Linked DNA regions of Capsicum annuum: region 1 is linked to region 2. The links are chromatin contacts, called in public Hi-C maps. All regions are on one chromosome and are shown on one strand. The core of a region is the stretch at or near the end of the contact, and the rest is flanking DNA. Distances in the headings are between cores, read along the strand shown. Region 1 overlaps LOC107842966 (mitochondrial amidoxime reducing component 2). Region 2 holds the start of LOC107842964 (eukaryotic translation initiation factor 3 subunit A).

Region 1 (6,524 bases), core at 1,033-3,532, 130 kb after region 2:
TCTGTAACAAGCTTGGTGTATTCGAGAAAGAACTGGAATTAGTGACATGAAGAAGTTAAAGAATTATCAAGTTCACCAAAAATATGCATTACGAATAAAACGTCAGCTTGCTGAGCACAATCGAAAAATGCACAACATATAGAGGTTGAATAAAGGATCTTTCAAAAATAGGTACACTTTGCTGTAAAATTCGTTTTTCATAGTCATATTTTACATAATTACTATTTATAGTCGTTGTATTCAATTTACGTCTGTTGTATTTGGTTTTATCAATAGTCCGTATTCATATAAAATATAAATATAGTACCTATTTAGTCATTGTACTCTATTCACATCTGTTGTATTCATTTTTCCTCAGTGGTCTGTATTCATAAAAAAACATCAATACACTACATATTTAGTCTCGTCAAAAGCACTATCATTTATTTTTTTTATATTTTTTCTTATTCACATTTTCCTCGTTTTATCTTTTTTTTTTCTATTTTTTCCTTCTTTTTTTTCCTTTTTGTTCTTTTCTCTCTTCTATCTCTAATTTCTATTTCTCTTTCTTCTTTGATTTTTTTCTTTTTTGTACTTATTTTCTTTATCATTTTTTTTTAATTTTATTTTATATTTTATGTATTTTCAAAAAATATGACTAGTCGAGCACAAGTCATGGATCATAACATAAATACCACAATTGTTTATCGTATTTGTAGTCACAACGTCATTTATATTTTGTAGTCATTGATACAACTGTATTTGTATTTATATTTTAAAGTTTGCGCTTGTATTTGTATTTTATAGTTCGCAATTATATTTGTATTTGTTAGTTCGCACCATCATTTATATTTTATGTAACTCACTCTTGTATTTTAAAGAATTATTTTGTATTTGTATTTTATAATTGACTGTATATTATATTGGATTATATTTGTATTGTGATTTTATTATGTTTTGTATATTTAGATTATATTTGTATTCTATTTTTGTCGATGCCTTTCTATTTTTAAAGAATTATTTAATATTTGTAAGTTAATTGCATTTTATATTTAGCCGTGATTATGTGCAATTTATCATTTGTATTTGTATACAAACAAGTGAATACATTAATTGTATTTTCTTGATTCTGAAATATATAAATATGTAATGTATCATTTGATACAAATGTACCGTTTTGTATTTGTATGCCAAAATTATTATTCGTATTTGTAAATAAACAAATATCACTTGATACAGATACAATTACAAACAAATGATTTTACAATACAAATACAATATGTATTTGTATATATTGTATTTATATGAAAATTTAAATTGTATTTATTTGTATCAACAAATATGACTCGTATCAGTAAATACAAACAAGTATCCGTAGAAAGAAAATCAGTCGTTCATTTTCAAAAAATAAAAAATACAAATAATAGTTCGCATTTGTAATTGTATTTTATAATTTGCACTTGTATTTGTATGTTATAGTTCATATTTGTATTTTATAGTTCGCACTTGTATTTGTATGTTATAGTTGGCATTTGTATTTGTATATTATAGTTTGCATTTGTATTTATATTTTATAGTTCACACTTGTATCTTGTATCTGTGTGTTATAGTTTTCATTTATTTTTGTATTTTATAGTTCGCACTTGTATTTGTATGTTATAATTCGTATTTGTATTTTATAGTCTGTTCTTGTATTTGTGTTTGCTAGTAGACACAAATGAAAAGGAGAAAATATGAAGAGGAAAAAAAGAACAAAAAGGAGGAAAAAAATGAGAGAAAAAGGAGAAAAAATATTTAAAAAATGAGAGTTATATAAAATGGAGAAAAAAAAAAGAAAAAAAAAAGGAGAAAAAATGAAAAGGAAAAAAAAAAGAAAAAAGAAAGTGATTAAAAAAAAGGAAAAGAAAAAATAAAGATAAAAAACGAAAAAGGAAATTGAAAAAGGAGAGTGATAGAAAATAGAAAAAAAAAATACATGAGAGACACTATGAATTGTAATTAGAGATAATTAATAGGCAAGAAGGTGCTACGAGTTGTAATTAATTAAAACTTAGGCTAAATAAAGTAATTAGGAGTCTATATTTGCAAAGTTATATAGTTATCCTTGAATAAAAGCAACCGCACAATTATTTATTAGACACAAATTTCAAGTTCTTTATCTCGTACCTACGTTATGTTATTTTTTTTCTGACGTTCATCAATAAAAGGAGTTCCACGAATCCTTCTGTTGTACAGTCCAGCTCCTCTTTCCTATTGCTAGTTACTATATCATGTTTCGTCCACTCTCTAGCGCCTTCAACGCCAATAACTACAATTATACACGACATACTAGACAATAATTCACGTATATGTGGTTTCACACAGATACATCAACATAGGATGAAACCATCTTGAGGACATAAACAGGATCTTCTACTTTGATGGTCTTTCTCTCTTGTGCAAGAGAATCCACCCACACTAAATGCTGACCGAAGTAAATCTGCATCCAATGCAAAATTAGCAAATAACTGAATATGTCATTGTGCTAAGTGAATGATTGACGAGAACTTATTTGCTTACTCTGCCTTGTGGTTTCTTGTTTGTCTTTAAAACTTCATCTGAACGGAACTTCATGAGCGTTTCACTTGGCTCGGAACCTGCTTCTGCAGTTTCTTGATTGATTGTTGGTACCTGAAAGCCATATGTGAAATGTTAACAAAGAAAATGAGCTTTTTATTATTATTGGAGCTTAATTCATGAGAACCATTAGTTGCATAACATAAAACCTACAGAAGTGGCAAAAGAAGTGGAACTTCATTCTTCCTACACATAGAGCCTAGATTTCATTACTGAGAATTTCAACCTCAAGAAGTTTTGAGACAATAAAAACCTTACATTTTACCCAGCCATAAGTTTGCAGATCCCCTTTTTGCTTCACTGTTTTTCTTTGTTGGTATCTCTTTCGGAGGATGTGTCTGCATATTTTTTCTTATTCGCATGCATACTTAATATATTATGTGTGTGTGTATTCAGACAAAAGTGCTACATGTCATTCCCTGAATCTTCAACAATTCCAAAATAGTGGCAATCATAAAGATTTAGAGAAAGGATAACTTTTACCTTGCAGCGATAGCATAGCTCTGTGCTATGGAATGTATTTTCACCTATTTTGATATCCTTCCATAAATCTTCACAAAAGGGATCCGATCCATCAATGAGGATACTATGAACAGTTTTCCAACAGTAGAATGTTATTATTGATGCAAAGATAGAATATCTATGTTAACAACCAAGGAAAATAATGATCGTTTATGGGATTTTCAGCAGAAGGCACAGGTTCTATTCAAAGATTCATATAACCATACGCGTCTTTGGCCCAAAGAAGTCAATGTCATAATCTTAACAAGAACACCATTTAGAGGGGTCATGTTGAAGGCAATTATTAAGTTCTTGATGAATACCGTCTGAACAACTTTAAGGAAGTTCCTATGGTATACTGTCTATATATATATATATATATATATATTGGGGGTATGGGAAGGGGAAATGGGGGAAGGGATTACAAGGTGGGGAATCAACCCTCACCAACAAGGTGAAAGTCCAGGTAGCTCGTTAACGAGCTGAGCTACTTCCCTCCTTTGGTATACACTATCACAATATATAGAGGACTGAGTTTCTCCTTCTAAAGGATTGAATAAGAAAGAGAAGATACTTCGGTCTGAAGCGGTTAATTGACACAGGCTCTTTGAGTTGTTCATTTAATAAATCCAGTGATTTCTGCCAAAGAAAAAGGAATCAGCTTAAGAAAATTTTAAAAAAAAAATTGAGAGAAGTAGAAAGGGATGATAATTGTCTAACCTGGGATGTAAGGAGGAAGGGATATGCATCATTAAATTTTATTTTGTACCCGGGAGCATAATTAGGGTCGGTAGGTCTAGACTGGGAAACTGCACGAGTGAAACAGAGTGAAATGATTACGGCTGAGGGGGTCCCTTGTTTCCAGATGCACACATCTTTAACTACATCCATTTCAACTTATGTGACATAGTTAGTTGGGTACAGAGTATAACAAAGAAAAATTATTGAAACTCTTGGCCTTAAATATACCATGAGCAGTGGCAGATGCAACATTCAAGCACCAGGTTCACCCGAACCTAAAACTTTTTACTCAGAGCATAAGTTTATGTGTATAAAGTCACTAAAATTGCAAAAATAAGGTTTGAAGCCCATAGTTTGAAGAGTATAACAGGTTCACAACTAAAAGCCTTAACGATTGAACCCATAGAATTTTAAAAACCTGGATCCACTTCTGGCCATGAGATGTTTGCACCTATACAATCATGCCATTAAGAGCACAAGGGGAAGTTTAAAGTTAAACTATTCTCAAATTTAGAAAAAAGTGTCATTCTTTTTGGAACATACTAATAAGGATATAGTATACACATATAATGGAACGAAGAGTGTATACAATTGACTGTTCAAGGACAAGCTTTAAATTAAGATATGACCAAAATATGGAGTCAAAGACACTAGAGTAAACCACAGATCATTACCATTTCCAATATTGTTATATTTCTAGGCTAAATACAGCCTCTGGAGACATCAACGCCTAAACTGTATAGTTCCCTTTTTGGAATTCCTTTAGTCGGCTTTCTGTTAAAACCCCTTCCCCCTCTATACCCAAGAAGAAAGAAATTAGCTGTAGTTGAAGTCACACTAAATACAAGTTTTAGAAGCGAAAGAAAAACATACAACATAAAAAGCAAGTACTGATGTCCAGTGTTTAAACAAAGGGACACTGTTGAAATTATTACATTGATCCTTTGATATTTTTAATCTTTCACCCGTTATAAGTCAAAGCATCTAGCTTGACACAGAAACTGTAAATGATGCTAAATTTTAGTGAAGCAGATTAGCTCATTAAAACTAGCAAATCTTCATAAACAACTTTAGCAATGAAATGCAGTTGCATGACCAAGTTGCCAAAAAAGTTCTTTATATGTGGATTTGTTAATCACTCATTTGGTCACCTTCAACTTTCTGGTTAGAGTGACAGAGGCAACTAGAAAGTGAAAAATACAGAGAGAGATAATACAAGTGATTATAGTGCCAAAGGAATAGTGTTAAAGAGGTTCAACCTACACTCTCCAAGCCCTTATGTGTCTGGGTTGTAGCTTCTAATGCCAAGTATTCTAAAGCATTTCAAGGTTAAATGCAATATAATAAAATTAAAAATGATCTGATGATTTTGGTTGATTACAAAGAGGAAATAGGAGTAAACCTTCATTGAAACGTACGAGACGACTAGGTTTCCCTAGATATTTGGAGAACCACTTTGATGCTTCATCTCCTTCATCCAAAGCAGAGCCAGACCATTCCCACACAGACACACCATGTGCTACTTCAGATGGTTCAACAAGTGGGACTTTAAGCACATCCATACCAGGGGCTCTTATCACTGTCCAAAAAGGTGAAGTAGATACTAGTGAGGTCATATTTGTTTGTGATCATAATTTCCTTATTGGAGTTGACGAATGTCTCAATTTGAGGCCCTTAAAAGATATGATGAAGCTTAGGAAATGCATTTATTTTGTTTGATAAGTATCGGGAGATGGTTTAACCAGTGGGACTTTAAGTACAAGCATAACAGGGGCCTTCTCACCACCCGAAAAGATAAACTATTGACACAAGTGAAAGTTCTACAGTTTTTGTGATAATAATTACCTTAGTCTTGGAGTTCATAGAATTCCTCAAAAGATAAATTGCATTTATTTTTCAGTTGAGTATCAAGAAATGCAAATTAATTGAAGTAACCAGTTAATGGGGTTCAACATAAAAGATGCAAACAATATAAGAAACTTCCCTTGTCATTTCACTTCAAGAAGAAGAAGAAGAAGAAGAAGAAGAAGAAGAAGAAGAAGAAGAAGAAGAAGTAGTAGAAGAGAGAGATAGAGACAATTGAGAGAGAAGGAATTGGGTTTATTTCATATCATGCGGTAATTGAGTGATTACATCAACTATTAATAAAAAATAGAAGTTGATCAGTTATTCTAACTAACTGAACAGTTGTAGCTAACAGACTCCACTAACTGCTCTTAACTAATTTCTGGAACACAACTACTGTACCAACATTGTATTTAACTAACTTTTGAATTCTAATTTGCATTTCTATTTACGATAACAGTACTCCCCCCTAATACAAGATCCTTGTCCTCAAGGATCAAAAGATGGAAAACGAGTCTTTAACACAGTAACAAATTCCCAGGTGGCCGCATCAGCAGGAAGACCAATCCATTTCACCAACACCTGAACAACAGCTTTGTTGCCTTTCTTGATCATCCGTCTTTGCAAAACAGACTCAAGCTGAGGACAGTTTGGATTAGCCAACTCCACAGTAGGTGGGCAAGATATAGTGGTAGGTACTTCATAACACTTTTTCAACAAGGAGACATGAACCGTAGGGTGGATCTTGACAGAAGTAGGTAACAAGAGAGTGTAGGCCACAGGACCAACCCCTTTTATGATCTGAAACGGTCCATAATACTTGGACGCCAAGCTTATGATTA
Region 2 (6,795 bases), core at 2,590-5,089:
CTTTGATGGATAGAAAATTACGTCTAACCGCATCAACTGATATCTTCTCAATAGCAGTGAAGTCAAAGAATGGGATCATCTTAGATATGTTATCAATCTGGATTGTCTGATACACCTGAGAGACCTGCAACTCGAATAGGAACAAATTTAGCGCTGTCAGTTAAAATGAAGACCAAACTGAAAGATGGGCTTCCACCTCAATAATGTGCACGTCGCATTTCTATCAAAAAGTACAAAACAAGGTGCATACCTGCTGGAGCAACCTCAGAGTAGCAAGTTTTTCTAAGGCAGGAACATACTGAGACAGTTGTACTTCAGGAACCGAGGAAACTGAAGACAGCTTACCGCCAAGCTTTGATATTTTATTCAACATGGGCTGCACCTTCAGAGCCAGATCCAAAGGAAGAAACTCATTTTCTAACAGATGATAAAGATCTTTCACTTCTTGGGTGACACAGGACATTACACCTTTGGAAACCTAACAATTGAGAAAAAACAGAAGGAACGTCACATAAATAAAAAATCAAGAGACTGAAACAAAGTATGACGTGCTCATCTGTGACTCAAAAATTTAATGGGCTCATTGAAATGAAACAGAACAAGGAATTCAAACTATAAATGGAAAAAAAAAAATGAAGAACTATATGCTAAATTCAAAATAAAACATATAAATTACTCACCAACTCTGAGAGAAGTGATGATCGAGAAAGCTGAAAAAGGAGAAACAACAAGGAAACCAAAGCTGATTAGCAAAAGCAGGGCATTAAAAATACAGAACTATATAATGTAATCAAAAATGAAATTACCGCTACTCTGTTTTCGGCTTTGGGTTCAACTTCAAAACCAATTAGATTGGCCAGCCTCAAACTCCTCTCCTTCTCATTTTCAAGCTCCAGATGAGATGCACCGTATGATTGATCATAAGGTGGCACTGAAAGTGCAGCTAGGACAACAGAGGATGCTATTAACTGCAAATCCTTCTGGCTTAAATTTTTATTAAAACCCTTCTGAAGAGAGAAAAGCTTGAGCCATGCATAAGCATGATAAAGATGATTTGATGACATCCAAAATATCTCAGTAAGCTTCCCATAATAAACACCCATCAATGATGCCTTGGGGGTTTTCTTAACCATGCACATCAAACCATATATGTCTTCAATGGAACGAAAAGCTTCCTGTATCAAAGAAAATTAAAACACATGAAGTTCCTCTCTTAGGACAAAAACATATGCCTACAATCTATCAGAAATAGTAATAACCTGCCAAAGATTCAGTTCAGTAGCAACTTTCAGCTGTTCAAATCTAGTATCCAGATACAATTGTAGGCTTTCTGGAGCAGAAAGATCAGGCCGGTCCCTCTGATCTCTATACTTGTTGAGATTTGCCAAATGATTCCGGATGATTTCACACAGACGACGAAATTCTGTTGTTCGTTTGTACTGCTTACAGAACTGAAAGGCTCGGTGTGCTGTCATCTGAGCAAATTAGGGTTGAAGCTTAATTAACGTCATTTCTTTCAATGAAAAAATGAGCCGACTAAAGATGGAACGAGTACAGAATTTCACATCAGCCATGCAGAAAGCTTAATTAGAGTATAGGACAAATTAGGTCCAAGGCACCAGAAACTTGCAACAGGATGATATATAAACTTTTATATCAAAAAGAATAAACTTGTTCTGAACAAAGTACATAAACAGATATCCAGACAACTGAGAAAGATTCCCGCAAAGTTTGTGAATAAGAAGTAAAAAGGGACTGATTTACTAAGCAGAAATCAGAATCATTATCACTTTCTAGACAAGCTAATACAAAAAGAAAAAAGGACAAACAACCTGCTTACTCAATTACAGTCAAAACAAGTCCTGAAAAATCAGGATAATGAAATTCCTCACTGTAGAACATAAAAGCAGTCTAATTATTCAACCACCTAATAAAAAGGAAGAGTAATGGAAACTTACTGCATATAGCGCTTCCAATCTTGAGTTGTTACGCAAGATCTCCAGAACAGTTCTATACGTCTCCCACAAGAACTTAAACCAGGGAGTGACCAGCTCGCGATCAGATCTATCTTTTCCTTTCTCCCCACTAACATAACTCAACATGAGATCTTCAGGCCTTTTATCAGCTTCCAAGTCTTCCACATCCAGAGCTTCCTCCAGAGCCTGTGCCTGATTGCGAGCCAGTTCAGCTCGCTCAGTAGCTAAATGCATGAAGTGTTTTATTACCTCCTCTAAGGAGTTAATGTTCACTTGTTGACAGACTATACGATATTGAATTAACCCATCCTTGGCAAACCTCCCCCTTCTCATGTCAACACATAGCTCTACATACTTAAACATTATCCTTTCAAGAGTTTTTTGCCATGCTCTATACCTCCTTGAAGTAATAAGATCATGAAGTGCTTGCAGGGCTTCTTGCTTTTGTCCAACAGTAATCAACTCTGCATCAAAACATTAAAAACTCAATCAACATGCCAAGATTCTAAACTTTGACATTAGAACACCTACAACAACAACAACAACAACATACCCCGTGTATTCCCACCTAGTGGGGTCTAGGGAGGGTAGAGTGTACGCGGACCATACCACTACCTCAGGAGAAGTAGAGACGCGCCATTAGAATACCTAGAATTTACAAAAATTCCACTCTCCCATAATACTTAGAATCATCTAAACCACCCTCATCCTGTGACCATATAACCCCCCACCCCCCCCACCCACCCACCCCAAAATCGCAGCCCCATCACTTGAGATATATGTCTGCGAATGTAGAGAATCCATAATACCCTCACATCTCAAAGTAAAGCTTGACAAATTTTCAGTAAAAATACTAAACCATATGCAGAGAGTAACTCCACTAACCTTCAGCACGCTTCAAAGCATTCTCAGGTTTGGCAAAATTCGCCATTTCAAGGATCTTTCACCTGCAAAGGAACAGATGGATAAGACAAATGGCAGAGAAGTTCATCAACAGGCATGACTACAAATGTTACATCCATATACTCGTGATAATGTTTCATCCATATATTCATAGTAGCATTTCTATGACAACCTACAACAAAACCCAATCAGCAGTTCGAAAAAGGTAAAAACTTTAGCTTCTTGGTCCTCCCCTCCCCCGCCCCCTGCCCCTAAGGAAAAAAAAAACAAATAACAAACCAGAAAGATGATTTATAACCGATAAATCCCTAAAATCCAATGGCACACAGTTCCAAACTACGCGCCCGCTCTCTACACCTTTCTCCATTCAAAATTGAATCAAGTTTCTTATACGAACCCATGAGTGTGCCTAACCTACAAAACACAAATTACCCTCTTACAACTACGTACACGAAAAACCCAAAGAAACTTTTTTCATCATCTTTTTTTTCCTGGGAACAAATCTAAGAAAAAACAATCAATCAATTAAATCAACTAATCTCTATCCCAACATATCAATCAAGAACCAACAAGAAAATATAAAAATAACAAATCAAGAAACTGATAAAAATTTCATCTTTCACTCATTTTGGGTAAAGAAAAAAAGACCCAAATCCTAAATCTGAAAGATTAAAGTCTCTAAACACATCTATGATGAATAAATCCAAATGGGCATTCACACACATATACAAATTATATCTAAAGCTACTAATATTGGGTAAAAATTCTACTGAAAAAAAAATGCTAGAAATTAACAAGAAAGGGTGATTTAGATGTGAAAATTAGTGAATTACCAGTGGATTTTGGGATGCTTTGTGGGTGCCGCAATTTTCTTCTTTCTCTGTTTCTATTGTTTGCCCTAAAAACCTGATATATGAGAAATAGCGAAGTGCTTCAAGGGTTCACTAGAAGTGGTCCTTTATTTATTGGAAACACTACTTTTACCCCCTGAACTTATTGGAAATGTTTTTTGACCCTGTGTTATGTGCAATTTTAATTTTCTTTTTTTAATTTTATAACAGTTAGTTGCCGCTATGAGTTAAGATCGTTGGGTAGGCTCAGCCTAAATCGGGATTTAATAGGGTTGGGTTATAATTTTTTAAGCTCGATAAAGAACAATTTAATTTAGGACTTAGCAAACATAAGTTTATAATTAATATATGGCAAAATGGTTCGATGGACCCTTGTATTATGTCCGTTTTATAATATGAATATTCTTACTTACATGTTTGTGCCCTTGAACCCATTAAAAAATAATATTTTAAACACTTATTTACTTATGTGGCATTAACTCGATGATGTGGCAAAACACGTGTAAACACACATTTTTTGGGCACGTGATTAAATTAAAAAAATATTTATAACATTTAAAATATTTAAAAAATAGTAAATTAAAAAAAAAAACTAAAATCTCTCCCCAACCCCAACTTCCATTCCAGCACCCCCAATCTCTGTTCCAGCACCATCCCCCCTCCCCCGCCGGTCCACCACCACCCCGCCACGTCGTCCTCCACCTTCCCCCATCCCCCACACCGTCCACCACCTTCCCAGCCCCCACGTCGTCCACCAACTTCCCCCAGCCCCCACGCCGTCCACTACCCTCACTTAAATCCCTTCCGTTTTCGTCTAAAATCCCCCACGCCGTCAACTGCTTGAAAACAATACTATATCAACACAAGAGCTAATATACAACCTTAAATTTTCATATGTATTTGTTGCCATCAAAATATAACGTATAACCTTAAATTTTCATTTGAATATGTTGCTATAACAATACAACCTTAAAGTAGAAAATCCACCATCCACCAAGTGCAAGATTCAATCTTTTTTCAGTTCTTGAATAGCCAAATACAACCTTAAGTTTCAAATATGAGCTAAATACAACCTTAAATTTTCATATGTGTCTGCTGCAATAACAACCAAACAAAACAGAAACACCCCAAAAAGGCTAAATTATCAAAAATATACAAAATCCACCATTTTACAAAGTGCAAGATTTAATCTTTTTCAGTTCTTGAATAGCCAAAACCCAAAAGCACAAAATTACAGTCTAAGTATACACAAAACTGGTACTCAAATTCTTCAAGTTTTTTTATTATACGATTCAAATTAAAAATCGACTCTCCATGATTTTTTTAATTTTAAACAGAAAAAACACTTCTCAGATTCTTCGGTCCTCACTTCTCAACTTTTTCAAAGAGCAAGAAGAATAAGAAGATGAAGATGAAGAAGGAAAAGAAGAAGGAGAAGAGAAGAGAGAAGAAGAAGAAGAAGAAGAAAAAGAAGAAATAGAGAAAGACGGAGAACAGGAAAAATAAAGAAAAATGGAGAAGAGAGAAGAACAAGAGGGGAGTTCTTTTATTTTTTTTTTTAATATTTAATATTTTTTATACTTAAAAATGATGTGGCAGTTGATGTAGCGCGATTGTGTTACACACACCAAAATAGTATTTAAAATGTTGCTTTTTAATGGGTTCAAGGGTGCAGATAACAAACATATAAGTAGGAGTATCCACATTACAATACGAACATAGTACAAGGGTCCATCGAACCATTTTACCTTAATATATTTATCCTAAATTTAAATTAATTACAATTCATAGTCGCTAATTAATACAATCTATAACCTCTCTTCTCCTTCCCTCTATCACGGCTCTCCTTCCTCTCTCCCAATTTCGCTCCCCTTCCTCCCCTGTCTCTCTCTTGCTACATTCCTCCATCCATCTTTCTCACTTTCTCTTTTTCACTATATTAGCAAAGGATTAGTTGTATCAATATGTATAAGAGGACCTAAAAGGATAAACAAAATTTGCTTTCGTATTTAATTTCAATGTATCAATATGTATCCACTCAATTAAAACATGACATACAACTGATTTGTTTTGTAAAATATAACTGATTCATGATATATTCTATATTTGCATTTTAAATTTGATTCATGATATGTTTGTATTTGTATTTATTCTATAAATTATAATTGTATTTGTGATACAAATTGAACAATTCAGATACAAATGATACACTTGCATCAAACAATACATTTGTATTTGTGTATGATACAAGTATACGGTTCTATAATATACAAATTGTATTCGCCGATACAAATTGATACATTAGTTGCATACATCAGTTCATATAGTCATTGTATTTATATTTTATATCAAAGACAATCAATTGCATACAATTGATACGTTGACTATGAATGATTTTTTTTAAAACTTAAGTTAGCGCGACCTACTTTGCTGAAACTATGGCTATTTTGTGTAAGTTTTTCTGCTTAGTACGGCTTTAGTAAGCTAGCCTCCTGGACTTGAGCGTGTTGGATCGGCTAAGCCAAGTAAAAGATAATTAAATTTTTTTTTAACTAATTAGTGATTTAGTAGAGTTGGGCTATGATTTTTCGAACCCATTTAAGAACATGAGATTCTTTAGTTCAACCCGAGTAAGTTCAATGATCCATGAGGCTTAAGCGAGGTCAGCTGAAAGTTTGAAATGAAATGCTAGTCAAATAAAAATGAGTTAAAGATATAAATAAAATAGAGTACTAAAAATACTTCCTCCGTTTAAAAATGAAATGTTGGTCAAATAAAAATGAGTTAAAGATATAAATAAAATAGAGTACTAAAAATACTTTCTCCGTTTAAAAACGAAATGCTGGTCAAATAAAAATGAATTAAAAATATAAATAAAACAAAGTACTAAAAATACTCCTTCCGTTTGAAAAAGAATGATCTACTTTGATTTGACACAAAGTTTAAGAAAATAAAGAAGACTTTTGAATCTCGTGACCTTAAATTAAAGCTGTGTCAGATGTACCAAAATATTCTTTAATCTTGTAGTCCTAAACATGTCATGTGAAAAATTGAAATTAAAGTAT

Evidence for each region. A called contact is a pair of places that touch in the nucleus more often than the background predicts.
Region 1: a contact with region 2 is called in a Hi-C map of bud, with 2.7 times the contacts expected there. The contact joins the enhancer-like site here to the promoter of LOC107842964 in region 2. A contact is called at or near these places in 3 of 5 Hi-C or Micro-C datasets (bud, leaf and placenta).

What each region holds. Positions count from the first base shown.
Region 1 is chr9:22,758,694-22,765,217 of UCD10Xv1.1, forward strand. It overlaps LOC107842966 (mitochondrial amidoxime reducing component 2), which reads right to left. Exons shown (of 8, transcript XM_016687057.2): 3 at 5,240-5,416; 4 at 3,817-3,905; 5 at 3,671-3,735; 6 at 3,079-3,181; 7 at 2,539-2,649; 8 at 2,061-2,458. The coding sequence ends at 2,336. Among protein-coding and RNA genes, the nearest start is that of LOC107842966, 13 kb to the right of the region's middle. Within about 2 kb of position 2,283, at least 3 of the 5 cell types and tissues checked have an H3K27ac peak or open chromatin away from gene starts, as enhancers often do. A contact at or near this core is called in leaf, where this site is marked.
Region 2 is chr9:22,627,874-22,634,668 of UCD10Xv1.1, forward strand. LOC107842964 (eukaryotic translation initiation factor 3 subunit A) reads right to left here and starts at 3,840. Exons shown (of 14, transcript XM_016687054.2): 1 at 3,713-3,840; 2 at 2,862-2,923; 3 at 1,959-2,440; 4 at 1,260-1,475; 5 at 807-1,175; 6 at 681-710; 7 at 251-478; 8 at 1-124. The coding sequence starts at 2,907.